Regions from separate parts of the Mus musculus genome. Here all the other regions are linked to region 2. The links are chromatin contacts, called in public Hi-C and promoter capture Hi-C maps. All regions are on one chromosome and are shown on one strand. The core of a region is the stretch at or near the end of the contact, and the rest is flanking DNA. Distances in the headings are between cores, read along the strand shown. Region 1 holds the start of Trmt10a (tRNA methyltransferase 10A). Region 2 holds the start of 9530052C20Rik (RIKEN cDNA 9530052C20 gene). Region 3 holds the start of Bcl10 (B cell leukemia/lymphoma 10).

Region 1 (2,700 bases), core at 122-2,621, 4.7 Mb before region 2:
CAATCATTTAGTCATTGCTGTACAAAATCCTAAGCCAAAGACAATGAACTGTCAACTGTGTTAAACAAGCCTGAGTTTTATAAATCAATGACTTCCTTACATCACAGGACTTTATCTTAAACTTTTATATGCTTCTTTGGCTAAACTGCAGTTTTTACTCGTACCTTTTTTTTTTTTTTTTTTTCATACTTTGGATTGATTCTGCAACCATGAGATCAAATAACCAAGTCAAATTTGGTCACATCATAAAAATGAGGATTTTTCTCCTAACTTAAAAACTCTTTTAGATATCAAGGATGCTAGGCATTACCTCTAAAACTGTACCGTTATTTTAAAGACAGATCCCATAAGGGCAACAGAACAGCTGCTGAAAGATCTGGCACACCACTCTGCCAGCCTGAATTTAATGACCTACATGTGAAGGGCTCCATATCCAGTTACTAACCCTCCCTCAGCTACTCTCTGCCCTGATACGGAGGCAGCCGAAAAAAGATGCCCTACTAACAGCTCATAAGTGGATTCACATTTTACTGCCAATGTTCAGTTAACAGAAATCTCTAAGATTTGAGAGATCCACAACACAGAGCATGTGATCCACATCTTTTTCCAAATAAAAACAGAGTTTAAAAAAGATCTCCCCCACACACTAAATTCAGAGACGATTCAGTTCATTTAAGAGCCTGTAACAAGTTCAAAAGGTCAAGCAACAAGAAAAATCTAATGATGGGTCTTTATTTGAAAAATAGTTTTTTATCTGCAAATTCTACAGATTCATCCATCAGAAAAGCCAAATTAAAACAAAACAACTACAAAAAGACCAACCTACCCAACTGTTTGGTTTTTCTTTTTCCCTCGGTTGACTTGGTCTATATTTAGCAAAAAGATTATATAAGGTCAAGTATTTACAAACGATGAAATATCACTAGTGTTTTGCAAAACAGCATAAACAAAACCTCAAAGGATGGACTGTAAAGTATTATGTTTTACTAAGGACATAAAAAGAAAACTTTAAAATTCCTAAGTTCGATGAATTTCTATTAAAAATTTCAGTTTACAATTTTTTCACTTATGAAAGACCATTGGTAACTTTCTTACATAAATTAGAAGTACGTTGGGCAATACTAGATCATCCTCTCAACGCAGAAAAAAATAAGAGCATTTCGTCTGTTTCGCATTTCAATTTCTTTCAGTGGGGCGATCTTCGCCTCGAGACCCGAGCTTACACAGGCCTGTGGGTAGAAATGCAACGCTTGACCGGGAAAAACGCCTCGCGGTAGCCACTAACCATTCCCGCAAAACCCAGGCCCAGACCCCGCCCCCTACAGGCTCCTCCTCTTTCTCCGGTTTGGAGTTAGCGCAGTCCGATGACGTAAGCCGTAAGTGCCGTAACCGGGCGCGCAACCACCGCCTCTGCCTCTGGGAGTTGAAGTTTCTGAAGGAGGACGACCGCGTGGAGCCGAGAACACTTCAGAAAGGCTTTCTAACCGCACCCCGGCGTTCCCCACCGGCCCCGCGGCACGGTAAATATGGCACTGCGGCTGTCGTGCCCCTGCCCGTTGGTATCCTTTCGGATGCCAAAGGAGCGTGAGCTACCCTAGCCTCCGCTGCAACCAAGGCTTCCGGAGTAGAGGGTGAGGGCCTGGGAAGTAGTTGCCGGTTTGCGGAGGAAGTGGCGTCAGGTGTGCGTTTTCCACGCCCCTCGCCACTCACGTGCCGTCTTCCAGAGTCGTGATTGGTCAGCTGCGGTTCGTTCGCGGGCGCAGGGCCCCGCTCGGGGCGTGCGCGCGCCCGGTTGTCGCCGCGGTGTGCGCTCCGGGTTTCTGTTGTTTAGGAGAGTCCCTACCGGAAGTGTGGCAGAAAGGAGCCATGTGGAGTCTCAGGGTAGCTTGTCGCAACGCTGCGTTGCGCCTAGAGGGCAGGCGAGCCGTTTTCCCTTCTTTTCCTCTTTTTCCTTCCCTGGGTCAGGCCGTCGCATGTAAGGGCGCCGAGGGGCAGTTGCTGCCCAGGCGGCTCGGCCTCGTGGTCAGCTGAGGATGAGGTTAAGATGGACGCGTTACCGGTTGCCACTGAAATATTTTGTGTTTAAAATGTGGTTGCGTGTCCGGAGATGTAAAATTACTCATTTAAAAAAAAAAAAAAAAAAAAGCTCTCCTGAGATTCCCTCCCAAGCCAGAACTCAAGCCAAAGGGACTTTGACAACTGAACAAAGGGCTATTGCTACTGCGGTACAGACCAACGCGTTTAAAAATAAAAAAAAATAAAATAACATAAAAATACCCTGAAGTAGGCATGTATTGATTTTAGAGTTACCGAAAAGAAAGCTTAAAGACTACGAGGGCCGTTTTAGTCGATTTGATAACAGCCGGGTTTTTGTCTTTGGCATTAAGTGACGTATGCTCTTCCCCACACCAGATAGTCTTTGTCAGTATTACTCAGTTTTGAGTTTTGTAATCCTGTCTGATAACTTATATCCAAGAATTAACCATCCAGGTTTTTTCTTTTTAAGATATGCTAAAGTAAAGTCTCAGAGTTGTTTTATCTTTCTGTAAAATGTTCTTAAATACTTGTTAGACTTGGATTAGTGGATTAAAATGTGCTTTAAGCATCACTGCTGGTCTGGGAGAAGCCTCAGACTCGCTGCCATAGAGATTCACCTCGTGACCCAAACTAAAGCCGTGTGTTCAAAAGTGCCGTGTTTTA
Region 2 (2,779 bases), core at 226-2,725:
TGAAAGTCTGGGGCGGTGGGGGGGGGGGGGAAGCATCAATATTTGAACTTCCGGATGTGAGCAGGGAGAGCCATCCGAGGGACCACCTCTCTCTCTCTCACGGAGTTCAAAAGGAAAAGTTGGGAGAGAGACGCGGCCCGCAGATCACGCTACGGGCTCGCGGTCACCTGAAGGCGGCTGGCAGCGCAAGGCCATCACTTCGGAGCGAGCCCTCGGGGGCTCAAGTTCGGGGGGCGCTCTTTGTGCGGTCGGAGGGGAAAGGGAGGGAACCGCCCACAGCCTGGGAGTCATTCAAAGGAGTTAGGGAGCGGGGCTGGGGGGAGGGCGGGGCGGTGACACCCGGAGGGGACCCGAGCGAGTAAGCGGCCCCGCCCGCGGGGACGGGGTCCCGCCGCCCGGTGGCCTCCGAGAGCGCGCGCGGGAGACCGGGTCCCGGGGCGGAGAGGCGGCTCCGGCCTGACACCCCGCGAGTTTCCACACCTAGCGGGCCAGGGGCGCGCCGCGCCGCGCAGCGTCCCCGACCCCGACCCCGCGGCCGCCTTCCCCTCCCGGGTTCCCCGGGCGGCGCTCCCGCAGGGCCGCGGCCCTTACCTGCAGCTCGGTGAGGAGGATCTCCCCCCGGTCGGGGTTGGACGCCATGGCGCTCCGCTCGGGCCTCCGCACCTGAAGGCGCCCAGCGGCGCGGCCGAGGGAGAAGGCGGGACGGGAGAGCCGGGCGGGGGGCGAGGACCGGAGAGAAAGCGGCAGCTAGGGAGTCATGGAGGCGCGGCCCGGCTTGCAGGCGCGGCTCATGGAGAGCGGCGGGGAGCGAGGGCCCTCGCGGCGCGGCTCCCCTCGCCGCCCGCCGCCGCCCGCCGGACTCTGTTCCCTCAGCCGCTCCCTCAGGGCGACGCCGGGAGCCGACTCGGAGCTCTCGGTGCGGGGCGCAGCGGCCGCGGCGGCAGCTCCTCCTGTCGCACCATTTGGCTGTCACCGCGTCGCAAAAGCGGCCGCGCTTGGCGGCTGCCGGCGCACGTGACTGCCGCGGGGCCCCGCCCCCTGCTGGGCGGGCTCTGGGAAGCCAAGGAGGGTTGGCGGGGACCCCAGGGCCAGGCGCGCGGGGCGGGGCGGACTCTGGGCGGGCCCGGATGACAGGGAGGCGAAAGGCCCCGGGCTCGCGTCGCCGGGAGGCGGGAAGTCGAGCGAGCAGACCACACCCACCGCGGCTGCGCTTAACGGCTCTGCGCGAACGCTAGGTCTGGCCTCCGGCCGGCCGCAGATTGAGCCTCGCTTCGGCCCTCCCTGCTGGGGAGCCGCGCCCTCCCGCCCGCCCACCCCGAGCTGTCGCTTCCTCCCTCCCCCACCTGCCGAAGCGTGTCCACCTCTCGCCTTTGGCTCGCGCGACGTCGCCACCAGTAAGGTGCACCGCGAGCCAAACCCGGGCGGAAGAGGCCCTTGGGAGAAGTGGGCGTGGTCAGGGCGCCAGCCTCTGCTCCGAGCAGTCCCCACGGGCTGCCTTTTCCTCGAGCGCTACCCTGAACTCTGTGGTTGGGACTAGAAAACTACTGAGCTCAAAGCTGACTTAGCTCATTTGTTGATTTTTTTTTTTTCAACGTAAGTTTAATGGAAAGAGATGAGGCAGAATCAGCGTCGGGAAGGAGCCAAAGCCGACTTTACTTGGGGAGGTATAAATGAGAACTAACTACTTAGTTGCAGAGTCTACTTAGTAGTGAGCCTTAACTAGCTACTTAGCAGCCTATCGGAATTAGCTACTTAGTAGCACAGTCTACTTAGTAACATAGTGTAACTTGTGGGAAAATGGACTTCTACAAGTAACACTTATGTATCACAAGTATCAACAGATACTTTTTTTGTCTAATCAATGAGTGGACACTCTCGGTAAACGCTTCCCTTGGGGTTCTGAAGATTAAGTGCATCTAATATAGCTGGTTCAAAGCAATGTGGACAAAGTGGTGATGGCTATTTAGGTGAGTATGGCAGGTTTCAGGTGGGTAGCTACAAGTCTGAGAAGCACTTTACCTTTCATGGGACATTGATGCAGGCTCCTGCAGATTTTTCTCCAAGAGTCTCAGAAATCATTGAAGTCAGAAATCATTGAAAATCTAGAGTTCTGTGACTCCGGCTCACAATATACTGGCAAAACTTTTCCGTTCTGTACTTCAAAAGTTTTACTATTTATATGTTTAATGAATTGCCTGGGCTGAAAATGATAAAAGCAACAAGTGCCTTAATTATTAAGTTACATAATCAACTTTAGAATGCGTTTAATGGATGAACACTGTTACTTCGCCAAGTGTCGTCTTAGGAATACTGTTTCACTCTAGAAACTGCTTATAGCTTAAGTGAAATATTTGTAAACACGCATCCAGTTTCATCATACTGCAGAGTGTGAAATACTTTGCTAGAGCTGGAATTGGCTTGTAATTAACCGTTGCTTCAAGAATGGCAGAGCTGTAAATCTGAGACACATTACTTTGTCTTCATACTTACTATAGTGTGAGTAACATTTTTAACTCCTGCTATTAAAATGGAGGCTTATTAATCAAGGAAGCAACAAGGAACTAACAACATTGGGAGAAGCCAAGTTATATGATTACCTTCCCTAGTAACTAACAGAGAGAGTTAGGCCCTGGAGTTATGAGTAGTCTTAAGAAAGAGTCTATAACAAGTAAGTGGGGAGTCCTCTTGAGGAAGCAGTGTTGTGTCCAAAAACACTATTACAATTTTAAATGGTAGGTACAAAGTGGTAGTATGATTTTTACTGTAAAGTATACACAAC
Region 3 (2,700 bases), core at 197-2,696, 3.0 Mb after region 2:
TTGTTTTTTATTTTGAGACAGGATATTCTTATCTGCAGGGTTCAAACAAAAAAAAACCTACATATCCAAAATGTGGGGAAAAAATGCAAAAAGGAAAAAACCCTCCTAATGTTTTAAGTAAGTTTATGATTTATTCCTGCTTATAGCTGGGTCAGATGCAAGCAGTTGGTTGGCCAACACAGCTAGCTAGCTTGTGCCACCACACCCTAGCTGGAGGACAGAGGTGTTTGATTTGCTAGAAGAAGATCTGGGTGTAGTTCAGTAGTTGCCATTCAACAGATGGTTGCTACAGGAAAGAGCAAATGATTAAGCAAATTGGGTTATAACAAGACAACGGATGACTAAGGACACAGGAAAACACTCTAGTATACTAGACATCAGCGTAAAAAAAGACCTGGCATAATGTAAACACCAAGATTCCAGAACTCTGATCAAAGCTACAGAGATGTGGCTTTAAGCCTCTACTGGTTCTTTTGTTTTAGATAAAGATTCCTGTTGCCTTTGGTCCTCTTGACATTTCAGTCTACACTTGCAGATTTACTTCATCGACCACATAATCATTTTCTGCCTAGGACTCTATGTGGAGCACCTCATCCACTAGGACACGTTTTGCACGGGCTACGAGTTAAAATATCGTTCTGAAAATAGCCATTTGGCCTCCAATAAACAACTTCCCCATCAGAGCATCCCTAGAATTTACTTACTGAACAGAGATAAAGGATAACAATAAGAGAGTGTAACTGTGTACCAAGTAGCTTCAGAACCTTAAATATACTCCTAGAGGCCCTAGCTTTTTAAATTTGTCTCTACTGCATAGATTAATAAGGAGAAATGCTTCTAATGAATAGAGACTTAAAAGTACCCAAACACTACCTGTGCTGCTAAATTGATGGGATTGCAGGTAATTTTTAAATCTTTTAACAGTTTTTTTTTTTTCTTTGTGTTTTGTCGTTTTGTTTTCTGCTCTCAAGATCTCCTTGCTCCTGTCTCCCTAGTTCTAGGTGGTAAATGGCAGTGGCCCCCCAGAGCAGGCCCTCAAACGGAAGTTATGTGTGCGTGTATACATATACGTATGATCACGCAACTGTAAAACCTGGCTCAGCACAACAGGAAATTGTTCCGCAACATCTGGAAAAGAGAAGCAAACCAAAATGCTCTGGCCGACTCAGCCCACACTCCACCCAAACGAGGAGTCTGCGAAGGCGGGGAGATCCCGCTAAACTGAGCGGCCAGTGCTCCGCCCACGGAAACAAATCCTTCAGGCGTCCAATCCGCAAGCCTATGTAAATGACAAGGGGGCGTGGTTAGAGGGACGCCCGCTGTGGGCGGAGCCACTGCGGAAGCAGAGACGTAACCGAGGGTAGTACTGATTGGCTGGCACGTAGGTGGGTGGGGCCTGCAGGCAGACCCGCCTCGCCGAAGGGTGGTGCCTGAGTTAGGAAGAACGCTGAGCGCGGCACCGCTGGCCCCAGGGGCGGAGCCGGAAGTGGGGCGTTGAGGTCTCCACCTCCTCGTCCGTGAGCCGGCCGTTCCCCCGCTTCTGTTCCTAGTCCCCCCGAAGTCACAGCCTGATTCCCGGAGGCCCGAGCCCTTAGTCTGGGCGGGGTGGCGCGGGCCGGAAGGACGCCATCCCGGCCTGGGCCATGGAGGCTCCCGCACCGTCCCTCACGGAGGAGGATTTGACTGAAGTGAAGAAGGACGTGAGTAGCTCCGCCGGGCTGGGCGCAGCGGGGCGCAGCGGGGCGGGCGGGCGGAGGAAAGCGGAAACCCGGAGCTGAGCGACGGGGAACTTCAGGTCGGAAGAGCGCGGGGTCCTGGCACAGCACGACCTGCCTGCTTCCCGGGAGCTGGCTGGAGACGATCCACCAGCGACCCGGGAGTCCGCGGTTAAGCCTGTCGGTGGGCTTGGATGTTTCCTTGCCATCCGCTCGTCGCTGGTGGCTTTCCATCCTGCCGATCCCCCATCCCACGCCACCGCCGCGGGAGCTGCTAGCCTAGGGAGCCGCCGGAGTGTGCCCACAGCGGGCTTTGGACCAGGCATCCCCGGGCGTAGAGCAGATGGGTGAAACTGGTCTCTATCGGGGGCTGCGGAAAGCTCGCCAGCTGAACGCACGCCCTGGAATTCCCCGAGTAATCAGACGCCCACGTATTTAAATGAAGGGGGTGTGCGTACTTCTCGCTGAGACTTGGTTCCCAGGTAAACGTTGAAAATACTCCCGACTAAATTGGACTCTTCTGCTTAGACCATGTAGAACTTCACAGACACAGTAATATTTGAGGAAATGGCTTTAACCACAACGTGCTTCGTTTTTTTTTTCCTTCCTTTTAACTTCTTTTGCCAGAAAAAAAAAAAAAATCAAATGAGCACAACTTAGATAATATACATGAATTCACATTAAAAACCGGTAACTCGTTCTTACTTAGCACCAAAATGCTGCCGAAAAATCGTCTTTACGAACTTAACCTCAAGTTGTTGAAGATGTATGTGTGCTTCAGACCCCTTTTTCTACCATACTTACCCCTTGTAAAGTTTATTGCGCTGTGCCCATAATTACAACTGATAGAGCTAAGTACCAGGAGGGAAAGGTACGGCCAGGATAACTGCCATAGTTTCCGTGTTCAGTGGAGTTGGTAGGGCACCTGCTGTATGGAAAGCTACACATTCTACTTGAAACAAGGTCTTTGATACCCACTATAGTC

What was found. Promoter capture Hi-C pulls out the DNA fragments that hold promoters and counts their contacts. A called contact is a pair of places that touch in the nucleus more often than the background predicts.
Region 1: a promoter capture Hi-C map of pre-B cells shows a contact between it and region 2, with 5 times the contacts expected there. The contact joins the promoter of Trmt10a here to the promoter of 9530052C20Rik in region 2. A contact is called at or near these places in 1 of 39 promoter capture datasets (pre-B cells) and 2 of 484 Hi-C or Micro-C datasets (CD4 T cells and CD8 T cells).
Region 3: a contact with region 2 is called in a Hi-C map of regulatory T cells, with 8 times the contacts expected there. The contact joins the promoter of Bcl10 here to the promoter of 9530052C20Rik in region 2. A contact is called at or near these places in 4 of 484 Hi-C or Micro-C datasets (CD4 T cells, muscle stem cells, regulatory T cells and 1 more).

What each region holds. Positions count from the first base shown.
Region 1 is chr3:138,142,077-138,144,776 of GRCm38.p6, forward strand. Trmt10a (tRNA methyltransferase 10A) reads left to right here and starts at 1,372. Exons shown (of 8, transcript NM_175389.5): 1 at 1,372-1,520. It also overlaps a transcript of Mttp not described here.
Region 2 is chr3:142,881,020-142,883,798 of GRCm38.p6, forward strand. 9530052C20Rik (RIKEN cDNA 9530052C20 gene) reads left to right here and starts at 1,476. Exons shown (of 2, transcript NR_152127.1): 1 at 1,476-1,967. It overlaps Pkn2 (protein kinase N2), which reads right to left and starts at 985. Exons shown (of 22, transcript NM_178654.4): 1 at 592-985. The coding sequence starts at 639.
Region 3 is chr3:145,922,816-145,925,515 of GRCm38.p6, forward strand. Bcl10 (B cell leukemia/lymphoma 10) reads left to right here and starts at 1,447. Exons shown (of 3, transcript NM_009740.2): 1 at 1,447-1,700. The coding sequence starts at 1,644.